2 separate regions of the Lactuca sativa genome follow, and region 2 is linked to region 1. The links are chromatin contacts, called in public Hi-C maps. All regions are on one chromosome and are shown on one strand. The core of a region is the stretch at or near the end of the contact, and the rest is flanking DNA. Distances in the headings are between cores, read along the strand shown. Region 1 holds the start of LOC111879871 (two-component response regulator ARR10). Region 2 holds the start of LOC111879852.

Region 1 (5,042 bases), core at 2,403-4,902:
CTATGGATCTTTTTATTATTTGAAAGACCCACAACATGGAGCTATGTTTGGCGGACTAGCTGAAAAGATAGCTGTTAGTTGAAAAGCTAGTTGATGATTGAATAGCTAGCTGTAAATAAAAAGCTAGCTGATAAAAAATAACGTTTGGTAAAACTAGCTGAAATATATAAAATTAAATAAAAAGACATGTAAGAATATATGTTTCTATAATTAATTAAGGTGTGTATTTGGAAAATTTTAAAAAAGCTCATAAAAAGCTAGTCTAAATAGCTTTTCAAAAAGCTAGCTTATCAGCTACTTTTTGGCTTACCAAACACGACAACATAAAAAAGCTCGAAAAATAAGCTAGCTGATAAGCTAGCTGTGGCGCGCCAAACACAGCCTAAGTTGCATAATCCAATTGTACTTGAAGACTCATTAAAGGAGTTGCAATCTTGGTTAGGATAGGGCTTAATTACAATATACATTTCTCATTCAAATGAGCTGCAACAATAAGATTAATTCACTGGGAATCTGAAATGTTTTTCTCGCAAATGGTTGTGGCGATGTTTGGTGGTGGGAGGGTTGTTTGTCAGCAACTATGGAATCTGGGAGGCGGTGGTGGGTCATAATGATGAAGATGAACAACGTGGGTATTAGGGAAGATAATCTATTGAATTACCCTCGTATGAGAGGAACAACGTGGGTATTAGGGAAGATAATCTATTGACAAACACAATGACAAAATTTATAGTTTTCTCTAAATTTTAACTATTAAATAATGAATCAAGTGGGTTATAAGTTGTACATAAAGTGTCTCTTTATTTTCTTTGACCTACCCACCATGCATTATCGACTATGCGTCTCCCTCAATATCATTGCGTCCTAATTTGATACATAGAGTGTCGCTGGACCAATATATTAAGAAATCTTCGAACTCCTCACCATTGCCCAGTTTGGGATATAATCTAGAAGCAAAGAGATCACCTTTTTGTTAATCTTGAATTTACTATGGTGCTTTGGAACATGTTGCTTCGCGGTGGTTGATCTATTGATCTTCACAATCTTCTTTCTATGGTCGACGTTTCATAGGAAAATCGTATAAAATCAGGTAGTCTTCAAGAAAGTGTTTAAGTTGTCCTTATTGCATTTTTTATTATTTGGAGGTTTCGTAATGCTGCTTTGTTCCAACATGTCAGGCCGAAAAACAATATTCATTTTTCAGAAATTGTTATGTAGTCTTTATTTTGTACTTGAAATAGGAGTAGCCAAGTAGGAAACATAAAATGAATTTGGTTGGTTGACTTGAAAGCTTAATTCTAGGTTTGTTTACTTTGTAATGTTTTTTTCGAGCTCCTTGATAATAATAAATTCTTCTGCCTTCAAAAAAGACTTAATAAATTATAAATTTCAAATTTCAACTTACAACATATTCAAAAAAAACTATCTACATGCTATGCTATACTTGACTAATTTTAATTGGATGATCTTTGAGATCCTTAAAAAAATATATGACACACCCTGGTTGAAGACAAAAAAAACTTTTAATTAACACTAGTAGAAGTACTAGACCACTAGTGCCAGTAATATATATATATATATATATATATATATATATATATATATATATATATATATATATATATATATATATATATATATATATATATATATATAATAAACAAGTTAATAGTAATCTGTGCAATGTTTTCTGGGACAAAAGTACTGCAAAATCTCACTTAATCTTTGTCTCTTTCACAAAGTTAGATCAAGAGATGCACTGCAACCGCCCATTGTTTTTGCATGCTTTGACCTTTTAATACTACTAGAATTTGAAGTAGAAGTAGGCAAAACCAATGATAACGATAAGTTGTTCTCATCAAATTCATCATTTTTCTTTATACTGTTCGTATGTTTCACTTCTCTCGGGTTCCTGACTTTTAATGAGAGATTCAAATCAAGATGTTCCGATTCTTGATCAATCTCCTTCCTTTTAAGTAACCTTTTCTCTTGGTCTTGATCTCTGACCATCACATTTGTGTCCATCTGAGTGGTTCTTCTAATTTGATTAGCCATTGATAACCCATAAGGATTCTTGAATAATCCAATCTGGAACTCTTCGATGCTGTTGCTTCGGAAGCTTCTCCATCTATCGTGATCTTGGTTTATGCTCGAATGACAATTCCTGATGTTGTTGGTTGCGAGAATCTTCTCCGCCAATGAACCATAAACCCCGTGGTTTAATCCGGTCATGGAAGCGTTATAATTTAGGTTCGTTTGTGGACTCCATAAACCATCTTGATATCTAAAAATGGAAATAGAACAGTAGTAAAACGGAATCAGTAAAAGTCGCTATTAGTTTTAGCATTTCTGCATTGATCAACTAGCTCACAATTTATTCGTTTTATAATTAAAAATTATGACGTTTTGAAGAATAGACGATACCTAAGATTGGAAAGTGATCTCCGATTATAGCTTTGGAGCATTGGAAGTTGGCTAAGGTTGTACGTATGGTGATCATCACCCTCACTAAGAAGCCCTTGTTCTGAAATAATTAACAAAAAAATAACTCATTACTTACTTTCATATTATGATTGATTTCTTAAGTGGTTTAGAGTTAGATTTTTAATCTTTTTAATTAAGAAACCCTAATTAACAACAAACTTATTTTCCACCATCTATGAATTTGAAATTATGTATACCTTGATCTGGATCGTCGATCTTCTTGCTTCTATACATCTGATGAAACAAACCAAGAAACTCAAATTTGTATATATATTCAGAATAATATACAAAATTAACCGGTTGATGCTGCAAAAGGTATTATTTTTCTTGAATGAAACAAATTAATATAAGTACCTGAAGATGGCTCTTGACATGAGAGATGCTAAGGCCTTTGATATTCATTAGTTGAAGAACTAATTTTGGCGTTGCTCCTGCACCATCAAAATCAAAGTTGAAAAACACATTAAGTTCCATTAAATAATTAAACCAAAAACATAAATATATGAAATAAATTAAAGTCATTTATACTAACTTTCTTGACCTCCCAGTCGTTCAATAGCATGAACAAATCGAAGATGAAGATCAGGTGTCCACCTAAGCCTGGGATTCTTGGAGCGAACATATGGTCTAACTGATCCTGTGACTGACCCGCTAGCTTTCTTATCACTTGTCTCCTCCACTGTGCTGTTGCTGGATGTCGATCCATTTTTGAGTCCGCTTCCACCAGTAGAATCATGGTCAACCTCTTGTGACGATTCATCACCTTCATCGTCATCCATATCATAATCTTCTTGTTCGACATCATGAAAAGTCGGGTTTTGCTTTGTGGGGTAAGCATCCTGTGCATCTTTTTCATCAAAGTCGCCACTTTTCTTCATTTCTATTTTGGGGTTCTGATCCACCATGGAAAAGATGAAGAAACAGTTGAAGGTATAGGGATTAATAGAGCCGCTGTTGGGCGTGTGTGGTGCTAACTAGATATAGACATGGTTTTGTTCTCTTTCCAGATCACACACACTCAGAAGTTGAGAGGACAAGTAGTTGGAACTTATTCTGTGGAAGATATATAGCAGCTTAATTAGCTGAGCTCTTGCAAGCAAAAGTTTGCTAGAATTGGAAAGAAAAAAAACCTTGCCCTAGATAAATCAATCAATCTATCAAATATTAATCTCTCTCTCTCTCTCTCTCTCTATATATATATATATATATATATATATATATATATATATATATATATATATATATATATATATATATTATATATATATATATATATATATATATATATATATATATATATATATATATATATATATATATATATACATACTAATAAAAGAGTAGTTCTTTTGCCATGTGTCATCATATTAGACCTCTTAATTAATGTGTTGCCACTTGTCAATATCTTAGTTCTCCATTTTAACTTTTTTAGACATCCTCATTAATGTGATGCTATTTGTCAATGCATTTATTCTTTATTTTAAATTTTAAATTTTATATTAATGTTTTCATTAATCCACAAATAAAAAATGTTTAATATATATTAAAAATTAATTTTACATATTTATTTGAATCAACGATTATAATTTCACATAACTAAAAAATATCTCTTAAATTAACAATTTATTTAAAATAAAAGTTTAATTAATTTTACAACCGTGGTTCCCACGCGTTATAAACTAGTATATATATATATATATATATATATATATATATATATATATATATATATATATATATATATATATATATATATATATATATATATATAGAAGGGTTCAATTGAGAAAAAAGGTTAAGAATAGGGGAATCATTCTCAGCCACTCATTTATTTTTGCCGCAAAAGCCTCCGTCGTACCAGCAGAAATTGGAAAGGAATAGGCATGTGTTTTCCAACAAAACATGTTTCCTTAAACTATGATAATCATTACCTTAATATATACAAAAACATTGTTTTTTCGTTTTTTTTTAATTTTTAAGAAGCTATTTTTTATCGAAAAATGATTTTAAATATACCAAAATTCATGATTTTTTATTCTCTACAAATAGACATCCATATTGATATAGTTTTAAGATAAACTATATTTTTTTTTAATATTTTCAGCTATCGTTATTCATAAGTGAATAAAAATGAATCAAGTTTTTACTACAGTACATTCGTTATTCAGTTATGAATAAAAACTATGATTAATTTTTTTTTTACATTTTAAATATCATTCATATATGAATATAACATATAATAAACATAGTATATTCATATTTAAATATTAGACGATGCATTCACTTATGAATATTACATAGTATATTCACTTGTGAATATTAGATGTTATATTCACTTATGAATATTAGATAATATTTTCATATCTGAATATTACATAGTATTACATGGTATATCACATGTGAATATTACATAGTATATTCATTTGTGAATATTAGATGATATATTCACTTATGAATATTACACAGTATATTCACATATGAATATTACAAGGTATTTTCACAAATATATATAATTTTTATATGTTATTCACAGATGAATAACATACAGACTTGCATAT
Region 2 (5,199 bases), core at 1,672-4,171, 160 kb after region 1:
TTTTTAACAAATAGCCGTAATTATGGGTTAATGATTTTTAAAATCCCAACACTGATTCGAAGAATATAAAAGATGGTTTCTACTTTGTACAATGTTAGATCACATCCTTTTTATAATCGACTTTAATCAACAGATTTTAATCATGGGAAAATAAACCAATAGTCAAGTTGTGAGTGGTAACAAGAAAAGGTCCCACCAAGCAGCGAGTCAGCTTTGTCCAAAGTGGTAGTTAATTAACTTGTACGTTACAAGTTAACTATGCGACAATGGGGTCCCTTCAAGTAAACCAAATCGTTGGACATTGTCCACAACGTTGTCAACCCACAAATTCCCAAGTACCAATCACAAGCAGTGATGTGCAATAGTGCAGGGTTAGGTTTGACAAATTTATGCCTTCAAATTTTGACCATATAAGTTAAAATAAGACATCAGGAAAGAAACAAAAACAAAAACAAATGATTTAACTACGTTACTGTTTGACATGAACATGATAAAGCAACAGCCAAAACCTCTAGAATGTTTATAAAGGCTGACTGATTTTATGAGAGGATTGAGGTTGAATATTATTAATCAAACTTGTCTTTTTTTTTTTTTTGAACTGAAAAAATATACCTGTCGAGTGTCAACTCAGGATTGGTGGCAATGAAATATATCAAGGTTGATTCTACAACGGTGAAGAAAAGCTAAACTGCACTCCAGTCTTTGCTCTGTCATGTTCATGTTGTCTTAATATGTAGCAATAGTTCACCTGAACGATTAAAAAAAATCAACTTAATACAGAAAGAACGACTTAATATACAAAATAAATAAATAAATAAATGTACCTCCATACGAAACAATTTGGTGGGTACAATAAGCCCAAACCCAGCAGAGCTTCTGAAGGAGTCTGTGTATTTCTGAAAGGAGAGATCACGAAATGAACTTTCGGTTAATTTGACGAGACTTCCCGCACAAGCAAACGCGTGTCCATGAATATTGGAATCTCTGAGGACTTTCAATGGGAGATCAAAAGAAAGGTCTGCAAAGGTAGTAACAGCAAGGTCTCCGCCAAGAAAGTCTCTTTCGGGACAGGTGTCAGATCCTGATTCCTTGTTGGATTTGTCTTGGACTTGGCGTCTTGGCTCACTTGGGCCCAATCCTCTAGTTTTGAAGCCCAGTAATGATGTTGGGCCTCCTAATGTGCAAACAGGAGAAGAGTTTCCACCCAAGAAGAATCGATCGGGTAGAGATACAGATGTGGTTAGGAATCCATTTCCCCATGGAAATACAGCACCACCAGCAACCCCAAAGTTTAATGCAGCTCGAGCAAAACCCAAAGGTAAAGCATACCGAAGATCAAACTCCTGTCGAAATTTTAAAAAGACTAAATTTGTTTTTTAGCCCTACTACAGAAAATAAAAAATAAATAAATAAAAGGCATGAAGGAGCAGAAAACCTGGCGGATAAAACGAACACTGCGATAATCAGGAAAAAGGCCACCAATTTGAGAAGTGGAAACAAAAGCAAAGCCTCGAGTTGGTCTAAGAGGTGAGTTCCTTTTATCGATTTTAAAAGTGTACTTCAAATGTGAGAGCAAATTATGTCCAAGCTGTCTCCTTACAGACACAGAAGCCCTTTGTGATGGATCGGTTAAGGTGCGCCATGACAGATTATATGCTAAGTCATGCTTCCTGGTTGATATCAAGCCAAGAGATAACCCCATTGCTTGTTCTTTATAAGAGGAAAACTTTAGCCAATCTTGAGAAAGAAGAGATACACGAGCCATAACAGGATTCACCAGTTTCATGAATCTTGGTAAAGCCACACCAGTGCTAACTTCTGATGTTTGGTCCCACCCATAAGATAAAGAACCATCCCATATATCTCCATACCCTAACATGTTTTTAAGCTTCAGTGAACCCTCAACTGACCATGATCTAGCCTACAAATCAAGTTAAACAAATGCATATCAATAAACAACGTCTTATAGAGTTAATGGTACAGTCTCATCTCATCTGCAGGTGGATAAATGTATATTATACTTAAACTTAATCATGTATATGAGTATATGACTAATTGCAGCATCAAAAGTGACTATTTCTGATTTAAACATGATCAAAATCAGTGGCATACGTTTCACGATTTGTGATTAATTGTTGGAGATGAAATAGGAATTAAGAAGACATTGATGATCTATCAGAGACATAACTAAGTGGAAACAAACGGAATGTACCTCAGGCTTGGTGAAAATGCCAATATCACCAGTGATAGGGTTTTTGGACTCCACAACTTCAACTATGACGTTAGAAGTCCCAGGCAAGTCAGGCGGACCTGAATCAAGCGTAACATTTACGGAATCAAATATATCGAGCTTCTGAAGCCGCGCATTAGCTATAGTGGCTGCCTGAAGCAGTTCCTGGACTGAGGTGGCGGTCTTTAGGGCTTGGACCTCGGCTTCGATTAAGGACTCCTTAGTCTTGTTGTTTCCTTTGATTATCACGTCGTGGACTCTCAACGGAACTCTTTCAGATGACATTCTCCGGAGAAATCCTTCCATTGTCGCCCTTTCATCCCGCATTCTTGATTGCGAGTCTACTGGTTCTTCCTCTTCTTCTTCTTCATCATCAAAATCTTCTTCGTCTTCATCTACTTCTGCAATTGGATTTTCTTTTTTCACCATTTTCGTTTTCTACGATTCCGCTCTTCGTTTGTGCAGTAAAAAGCTGAGAGAGATGCGTAGGTCGACGCCGGAAGTGAAGTCACTGGAATCCGTCCCTCAGTTCGCTCTCCTCTTTCTTTGGTCCGGTCTGATGCCCTGGCCTCGACGGCAAACTCCTATACCTGATGTTGGGCTGGGCTTCCGTTCGGAATCGCAAATACCCATTTTAATAAAATGGTTTATATTATTAAAAGCATTTGAGAAATTTAAAAAAAAAAAAAAAAAAAAAAAAAAAAAAAAAAAAACAACAACAACAACTAAATATTTTGGTTTGATTTATGAAGAAGTTTTAAATTTTATTTTATTAATAAAAAGTTTCGATTATCGGATATAAAATTCAAATCAGTCAATTTTCTACATGTAAACTTTTTTTTGTTACTTTAGAAAAGTTTCATTATTTGACACGGTTTATTTATCATATATATTCTAAAGGCAAGATTTAATTTTTATAATATCTTTTGATAGGTATGATTCACTATCATAAGCTTTCTCATTTCCTCCATTTGTTCAGTCGGCTATAAGTCCTTATCATGATATTCTTAACACCAAAGCAGGCGTTCAGTATACCGAGACGAGAATATATATAAGGAAGGTTTAGACGCGTAATACTCATTATTACTCCGAAAAGTTATATGTCAATTCTAATATCATAATTAAACGTTTAGAAACTTGAACACATAAAATTTCCTAATTCTAAGTCAGCAACAAACCTTAAACCTAATAACAATTTAGATAAGCAACCTAAGGCATGCTATCATATAAATCATTTAGCATATAATAGCAATTAAGGCACATTCCTTAATGCATTCTAGTGCTCTGATACCAACTGTGACATCCTCATTTTCACGGCCAGAAAAGATCGATTTGATTATGTTTATTGAATAAAGAGTTTATTCATTAATGCAAAATTTTGGTCCCATAAAAGTATTTTCGAAGAAATGTTTCCATTAACTTATTAAGGTTGGGGGTGCCATAACTAAACAAGAAACATAAGCATAAACAGAGACTTACAAATTCTTAATATTCTAACGATCCACGTCTCCTTGAATCTCTTAGCAGATAATTACATTATCTATCAGTACCTTCGCATTGGTACCTGTGATACAAAGAAACTGAGTGGGTCAGGCTTGGGAGTCTAGTGAGCTTTCTAATTACTATCTCGTCTCTTAAGGTTTCTCTCTACCCTTTTTAGCCAATACAATATAAGTATGGTAAATTAAATATATAATTACTTCAAGTAAAATCATTATCTCATTTAGCACATTTTCATGAATGCATATAGTAAACACATAGACCAATAAAGCATATTAAATACTTGATATCTATGTGTAAGCTGAAAGTAACTATGCACTCACTTAACTTAGGTAGGTGACTTGGAGAATTCGGCAGCACTCTGCCAAACGCATTGACTTTTCCTCTGACATGACCTAGATACGATTGTTGCTAAGTCTTAGTTTAATATTCCTAGCGACTAATGATAGTCTAGATTCATCATTAATCCCAATGTCTACATCAAGATCTATCAAGTAAGGAACAACTAGGTAATATCATAAAGGAAGTAAGGTCTATTTGGTATACATAGTACACTGTTTGGAAATCCACTTTAACCCCCTCACTAAATCTAACCTAGACATCATCCTCGTAAGTAGATCAGTCGGTATGATGACTTAGAATCACTGATAAATCTTAATTATAGGTTCATAATAATGACTATGACTATAATTAAAAGTTACACTAAAAATAAGTTTAGCTTAACTTACAGAGTACACTAATGAAAAACTAGGAATTAAGCATGTAGAACTATGACCCAGGAGCTTCTATTCACCGGCTATCTAACACCGCAGGGCTTCGTCGAAGGGGTCGGAAACTCGAGAGTAAAAGGGAATAAGGGTGGAAAGTGTTCCAGAGAGAATGTGGAAGACTGGTGTGAGGAAAGAGCTGATTTTTGAAGGTTTATATAGGCTAAATTGGAGTGCGCGACGCACATAGATAAGGTGTGTGTTACGCATCTGGTCGAAAGAGGGTGACATGTCGCTTTTTGCATGGTGCTACGTGTCGTATTTTGGGTGGTGTGATAGTATGCATCATGCATGCTGTAACGCCTGTGTTTCTGGGCTTGCCATTTTTAGCAATGTAATAGTCTAGGTTAACTTTTGTAACCCGTTTTGAAATAATAGAAGTATATTATTTGAGTATTATGTGTTTTGTGCCTAATTGCTTAATTATGTGGTTTGATTAATTAAGAATAAAAATAAGCGTCAAAAGTAAAGTATGAGATAAGTCCGATATCTTTACATAAAGTTGTAGTGGTCGAAATGAGGTTTCCGAATATATAAAGAATGCCAAAATCCGAGTTATAACGAAGAAGTTATGACCTGTCGAAGTTTCGCGACAGAACCGGCACGACCCAGTGCGACCCAGCGCGACGTAAATAGTGAATTTAAGGTAGATAGATATCTATCCTTAGTGATCCAAATGAGAATTGAATATCTCATTGATAG

Evidence for each region. Hi-C and Micro-C count contacts between places; a contact is called where the count stands out from the background.
Region 2: a contact with region 1 is called in a Hi-C map of leaf, with 5 times the contacts expected there. The contact joins the promoter of LOC111879852 here to the promoter of LOC111879871 in region 1. A contact is called at or near these places in 3 of 4 Hi-C or Micro-C datasets (leaf and seed).

Annotation. Positions count from the first base shown.
Region 1 is chr2:221,126,491-221,131,532 of Lsat_Salinas_v11, forward strand. LOC111879871 (two-component response regulator ARR10) reads right to left here and starts at 3,653. Exons shown (of 5, transcript XM_023876303.3): 1 at 3,017-3,653; 2 at 2,839-2,915; 3 at 2,682-2,718; 4 at 2,425-2,524; 5 at 1,450-2,284. The coding sequence starts at 3,389. The coding sequence ends at 1,735.
Region 2 is chr2:221,282,585-221,287,783 of Lsat_Salinas_v11, forward strand. LOC111879852 reads right to left here and starts at 2,922. Exons shown (of 5, transcript XR_006188588.2): 1 at 2,213-2,922; 2 at 1,436-1,921; 3 at 825-1,343; 4 at 613-748.